2 separate regions of the Mus musculus genome follow, and region 2 is linked to region 1. Evidence: chromatin contacts called from public Hi-C data. All regions are on one chromosome and are shown on one strand. Each heading gives the region's core, a stretch centred on a gene start, on an enhancer-like site or on the middle of the called end of the contact. The rest is flanking DNA. Distances are from core to core; before and after follow the strand shown.

Region 1 (3,224 bases), core at 274-2,773:
TTCTTCCATAGCAGAGTAGCGTGGTATCGAATACAGAAATAAAATCTCTTCGTTCATTCCTTGAGCACTGGAGGTCATTCTCACTTCTTGGGTGTTATGAACTAAACCCACCATGCACATAGTAGGTGCTTATGTTGCAAAAAACTTCCCATTTCATCAGAATCCCTCTTTAACGGAAGTCAGTGCAAACATGCTTACATGAATAATACAGGGACATTATTAATGTTTCTCTATCTCTATTTCCATGCTGGTAGAATGGAGACTCCATGAGAAAATCATGTGACATGTACAACACCATGCTGGTACACAATCTACATTCAGTCTATGAAGTAATGACTGTTATAGTCTAAGGACGTTTTCTAGGAGAGATGAGGAACAGCAGTCCACGGGTATTTATGGTTGCCTCACACATGCAAAAGGTTTCTCTGTTTCTCCATCCTACTCTTGGGCTTCTAGTTGAACAAGGTCTCCAGTCACAGCAGCTGCACCAATGCACCCGATCTTTAAATCCAGCATCACCAGTGAGATCCTTGGCATCCTTAGGGAAAATCATAGTCAAGTTGTAATATATTTCTTCTGTAGAGGTGGAGAAAATGCAGCATTTTACAATATATTTTGTTAGGAGTAATTTTATCATTATGATTCCTACCATATTTGTATTTTGAAGGAAATGTTCTGTTGGTGAGGCATATTGTTCAAACATTTGAAGCTTGGTCATTGAATAAAACAGAATGAAGACGGAGTGAATTGCATGTAGTAACGTGTGTAGAAAATACATGCTTGTTGGGCAGTGGTGGCACACGCCTTTGATCCTAGCATTTGGGAGGCAGAGGCAGGTGGATTTCTGAGTTCAAGGCCAGCCTGGTCTACAGAGTGAGTGCCAGGACAGCCAGGGCTACACAGAGAAACCCTGTCTCCAAAAATAAACAAACAAACAAACAAACAAACAACAAAAAAGAAAAGAAAAAAGAAAAGGAAATACATGCTCTCCCCTCTTTCTTCCTCCCTCTCCCTCTCTCTCCCTCTTTCCCTCCCTTCATCCCTCCTTCCTTTCCCTCTTGTGCTTTTTTGTGTATGTGTGTGTGATGTGCATGCATGTGTTGGTGTATACTTTCTATACAGAGTAGAAAAGTTTCCTCAGTCTAAGCATTCTGTCAAGATCATTCCTTTCCCAAAACCTGCTTGGTATTTACGGGAATAAACTGATGATGTTTTTATTCTTAGCTGCTCGGAGAGATTTATGTAGTTTAGGACTTTGTTGCACAGCTCCAGCAGCTGGCAAGGAAATGGAAGTGTAACCGCGCTCTCAGACACGAAATGGGCAAGCGCTGGGATGCACCTTGAGGTTTGATGGCTGAATTGCTGAAGAACTATAAACGCCCAGAGCTCTAGGTCTGCCTTACCTGGTAATGGCACTGCATGAATGGAAGTTGTTATGGTATTGAAAGGGATTGGATTGACAGGGAGACCAAGGAGTTACTATGATACAGAAAGAAAGAACCTCACTTATATAAGAGTCTGTAGAAAATCATTTCTCTTAGCAAGAATAGAGACATTGCATAAACTAGTCTCAAGAGGTTGCTAGGATGCAGGAAGTTAGCAAAAATATTCCTGGCTTGAGATTGAGAATGCCTGTAATTTTTTCTCTTCTTTTTCAAAATCATAAGTAGGAAAGGAAGATGTTGGGGACAATGTTGCCACAGCATATACTCATAATCAGATATTTATTTAAATAGAGGTAAATTTAACATACATTATGTTCGTAATGTGTAGAGGTGGAATAAAATGCATAGAGAATTGTATAGATATAGTTTAGAAAGCAACTTATTGATGACACTCCAATAATCTTGGAGAAATCTATTTCCCTAGGTTAAAGAATAATTGACAAATTAATGCTGTATCTATTTTGATATGCAGCTTAATGTTTAGTTTACATATACATATTGTCTCAAGTGTCAGGAATTTTTTAAAGCTTGAATTATGTATCATCATAAGGATACGTATTTACACACACACATACACATATATGTACATTACATTCACAAGCCTTTTATCCGCTGGTTAGAACTTAGTTTTAACACCATACTTAGCCATTATGAATTATATGTCAAGGAATATTGGAAATTAGCTCTATCTCAGAGTTACTTAATTTTTTTCTTCTTTTTGACAAATACTTAGAAGTGAGATTTCTGAATCAATGCTATTCTAGTTTCTATTTCTAAGGAACTGCCATACTGTTTCAGGTTGAAGCTGTACGTACCATTTTACATTCCTGACACTACTGTATGAGGTTGAAATCCTCAACAGCCATGTCTACATTTTATTTTCAGTAATATTGACCTTCACAGTTATGAGTCCATATTTTATTATTATTGAACTTTAACAGTGCTATTCACAATATGTAAAAATAATACTTAATATAGAGATGGCCAGAAACACTATTTAAATTACCACATTTAAATATAGCCAATATTTAGATGTGAACAGAAGAAATCTATAGCATGAGTATATGCTATTATGTTTTTAGAACTAAGGACTCTTTAAAATATTTCTAGTTAAAACTGGCAATACAATTTTGAATCTTGGTTATATTGCTTGTTTTCCTATCTGTTCCTTTACATGATACAGGGTAAAAATTACTGGCATTGTAAAAGTAAATAAAAAGTAGTCCCGGGGCTGGAGAGATGGTGCCGTAGTGTAGTTAGGAGCACTGGCTGCTCTTTCAGAGGACTCAGATTCAATTCCTATCACCCACATAGTGGCACATGGCTGCTTGTACCTCCAATCCCACTGGATCAGATACTCTCTTCTGTTTATGTGGGGCACTGGGCACACGAGCTATGCATGCAGGCAAGACATACATTTAATTAATTAATTAGTTAATTAATTAATTAGAAGAACTGTCATAATAGCTCAGGACTTAGGCTGGCCTTAGGTCTGGGTTGTCACTGATAAGTCTGTGATCCTTTGTCACACAGTCTCTTGGAGCTGACATTTTGACTTTATGGTGCAATTTGTTTCAATAACATCTCCTTTAAACACAATGATTAAATTCTGTACACTGAAAATTAGACTCAAATGACTAATTGCCTTATTTCAAGTTTTAAGTAGTTATTTTGAAGTTTATATGTAACAGTATACTTGTGGATTTTGTCATAGCTATCAAATAAAATCATAGTGTATTCTCTTGGGAGCAAAAGGCCATTCTAGCTTTGGAAATACAA
Region 2 (3,224 bases), core at 292-2,791, 2.3 Mb after region 1:
CTTCCAAAGGATGGAAGCAACCAGTAGTCCTCCCCAGCCATGAAGCCCGTGAACCACAACAATGCCCAGCAAGGCACGATAGCCCTAAGGGTACAGTGGTGGCTCGAATAAATTGATAGTAACTAACAGCTCTCTAATTGGACTTCAAGCCGGCTCAACAAGAGGGAAGCCAGGTCTGCTACTGGGAACCAAGCCAACTACCCAGATTAGTGAAACCATGGATCTTGGAGGAGAACCTGCAACCACCTCTTTATTAAACCTCTTTTACTAGCACAGTCTCTAACTACATTCTAAACAGGTGTCCTTACACCCATGAGTAAATGCATCCTCACTCCTCCTCCACGGAACTTCTTGAAACAGATGGAGACTGTTAGAGGAAACCACAGCTCATCAAGAGATCATGTCGTGTCCAGTCCCATCAGATTCAACTACAGCACAACCCCTCCGCCTTAGCCTCCGGGATCGCCATGGAAGAGAAAGGAAAGATTGTCAAAGCCAGAGCAAACAGGAAGTTTGCTGTGAGATTGTGTCTCTCAGAAATGTCAGAGAAACTAGACCCATGGGGTCTCATAGTCATGGCTGCCTAAGCAAGACTTGAACAAGGATGAGGGCAATAGGCCTGCTAACCAGGAAGGAGGAAGTCTCACGAGGCTCCAACCTGTAAGCAATTAAGGAATAATGAGAGTGTGAGAAGTAACCTACCTAGGGAAGAGCTCTGTGACTGGTTATACAAAACCAAGTGGCCAGCCTTGAAATGGTGGGTGTGTGTGTGTATACAATTATATATATATGTGTGTGTGTGTGTATATATATATATATATATATTAACATTATAATAAAAACATTATACAAACTTAGCACTTTATATTTACATAGTTAGAAATATATACATACAAAATATACATATATAACAATAATTTTTTAAAATTTTTTAAGATTTATTTTATCTATTTTATGTATATGAGCACACTGTAGCTGTACGGATGGTTGTGAGCCTTCCTGTGGTTGTTTGGAATTGAATTTAGGACCTCTGCTCACTCTGGTCAACTCTGATTGCTCAGTCCCTGCCTGCTCTAGCCCAAAGATTTATTTACTATAAATAAGTACACTGTGACTGTCTTCAGACACACCAGAAGAGGGCGTCAGATCTCATTACAGGTGGTTGTGAGCCACCATGTGGTTGCTGGGATTTGAACTCAGGACCTTCGGAAGAGCAATCAGTTCTCTTACCCGCTGAGCCATCTTGCCAGCCCAACCATAATTTTTTAAATAAGCTGTAAATTTGAGAGAGAACAAAAGTACATATGGGTGTTGAGAGGAAATATGTGATTATGTTATAACCTCAAAATAAAATCATATATTAAAAATAAATTTTAAAGAAGGATTACAATAGAAGTAGAAAATGGAAGAAAGGTGGAAAGGGGCGAGAAGAAAAAAGAAGGGAAGGAGAGAAAAGAAAGGGAAATTAACTGTTCTGGTAGTGTTAAGGACAAAGGCGGACTTGCCAGACAACAGAATGGGTCAACAGCGACACCTAGTGCTCAATCAGAATCCTGCACTGCTCTTCCGCGTGCAAGGAGGATCCGTTGTTTATTGTAAAATGCAAATCAGCTTCATTTGTCAACTGCCTGAGATTCCCATGCGTGTTCACTTAAGCCCTTATGCTGTTGTTTCTACAGATGTTCGCAGATAAAGGCACAGATTGCTCCGGAGAGACCTGGAATCACACAACCTCGGTGCAAGAGGGGGTGGTGTAGGGGTGGGGGGGTGAGAACCCCCTCAGCCCCTCTTCCTAAGGGCTACACTGAGTGCCTAAGGGTCCCTGGAGGAGAGAGGTTCTCTGTGGGTTTGTAGGTTTGTTTGTTTGCTAACGATGTTTTTTACATGGTAAAATTTAGATGGTGTCCATTTTAAAAAAAAAAAAAATTCTGGATTTGCTTTCAATCTTTTCCCACTACTCTTAACTCTCTGGTGAATAGTGAATTCTGCAGGGAACTACTTAAACTGAAAACTATCTAACTACCTATTAAAGCTATAAATGGAGTGTGTGCCAATGATTTTTAGAGCAGAGATGTCTTCGACTACTTGTGGTACTTGGAATTCAACCTAGAGCCTAGTATATGCTAGACACTCTTGTACTGAGGTATCTACCCCTAGTCTTTTCCAATGATTTGGGGAGGGGAGGAGTGAAATATTATTTGCAATGATAATGTTCAAATAGATAACATTAATAAGGTGTAACTGTGCTATTGAAGGAACTCTAGCATAGAACACTAGGCACCCAGTTACTAGGCCTTCCAAGCCACACACACACACACACACACACATGCACACACACACACACACACACACACACTCACTCACACACACACACACACACACACACACACACGCACCCAAACACCTTTTCCTCATTTCTGCTCATCTCCCCTTCTATCTATCGCTCATCTTCCTCCCCTTACTCTCCTCGGGTCACACCCAGCCCACCTCCCTGTTTTCTGAACCTCTGGGGTTTCTAGGACCTCCGGGGGTAAACATTTTAAATTTGGATCTGACTTCTTTCGGTGACAATCAAGAGAAGGGCACTGGACAAGGGATACACAGCACTGCAGTAAAGACATAGCTTAGTTAACCCAAAAGGCTACACACGGCAGACAGAGCAGCAGTGGTTTTCCATGAGAAGACAATCTTCTCGTGGACAGGCACAAAGGTGCTGCCCTGGAATACCCGCCTATTTGCTGAAAGAACCACCTCTCAGTGAGTATTCATTGGATCCTTTAAGAAATGTCCTCGGGGCCAGAGAGAGGATCCAGTTGTAAACGTGCTCACTTCCATCGAGCCTTAGCACAATCCCCAGGACCCACATGGCAGAAGAACAAGATTCTCATAGGTTGTCCTCTGACCTCCACGTGCATGTTGTGACATGTAGAGACACACACACAGACCAAATAAGCAAGGGTTTTTGTTTTGTTTTTGATGTTTGTTTGTTTACGACAAGGTCTCTCTACATAACCCTCATTGTCCTAGAACTCACTATGTAGACCAGGCTGGCCTCAAACTCACAGAGATCCTCTTGCCCCTGCCTCTCATGTGTTGGAATTAAACACCTGTGCCACCATGCCTGGCCAAATAGAGTTACTTTTAAAAACAGAAACAAGCTTTGCCACTCTTCTGAGAGACCACAGACCTTCCTGGCTCCTCCCGAGGACTCCTCACCTACTGAC

What was found. A called contact is a pair of places that touch in the nucleus more often than the background predicts.
Region 2: a Hi-C map of cortical neurons shows a contact between it and region 1, with 4 times the contacts expected there. The contact joins two enhancer-like sites. A contact is called at or near these places in 2 of 15 datasets of contacts at CTCF or cohesin (large pre-B cells and pro-B cells), 54 of 484 Hi-C or Micro-C datasets (the AML12 cell line, B cells, the C2C12 cell line and 38 more) and 3 of 115 datasets of contacts at active chromatin or transcription factors (PVALB interneurons, bone marrow-derived dendritic cells and forebrain).

What each region holds. Positions count from the first base shown.
Region 1 is chr1:69,797,833-69,801,056 of GRCm38.p6, forward strand. No RefSeq gene overlaps it. Among named protein-coding and RNA genes, the nearest start is that of Gm29822, 12 kb to the left of the region's middle. Within about 2 kb of position 1,524, at least 2 of the 459 cell types and tissues checked have an H3K27ac peak or open chromatin away from gene starts, as enhancers often do. A contact at or near this core is called in cortical neurons, where this site is marked.
Region 2 is chr1:72,140,525-72,143,748 of GRCm38.p6, forward strand. No RefSeq gene overlaps it. Among named protein-coding and RNA genes, the nearest start is that of Gm4319, 18 kb to the left of the region's middle. Within about 2 kb of position 1,542, at least 32 of the 459 cell types and tissues checked have an H3K27ac peak or open chromatin away from gene starts, as enhancers often do. A contact at or near this core is called in cortical neurons, where this site is marked.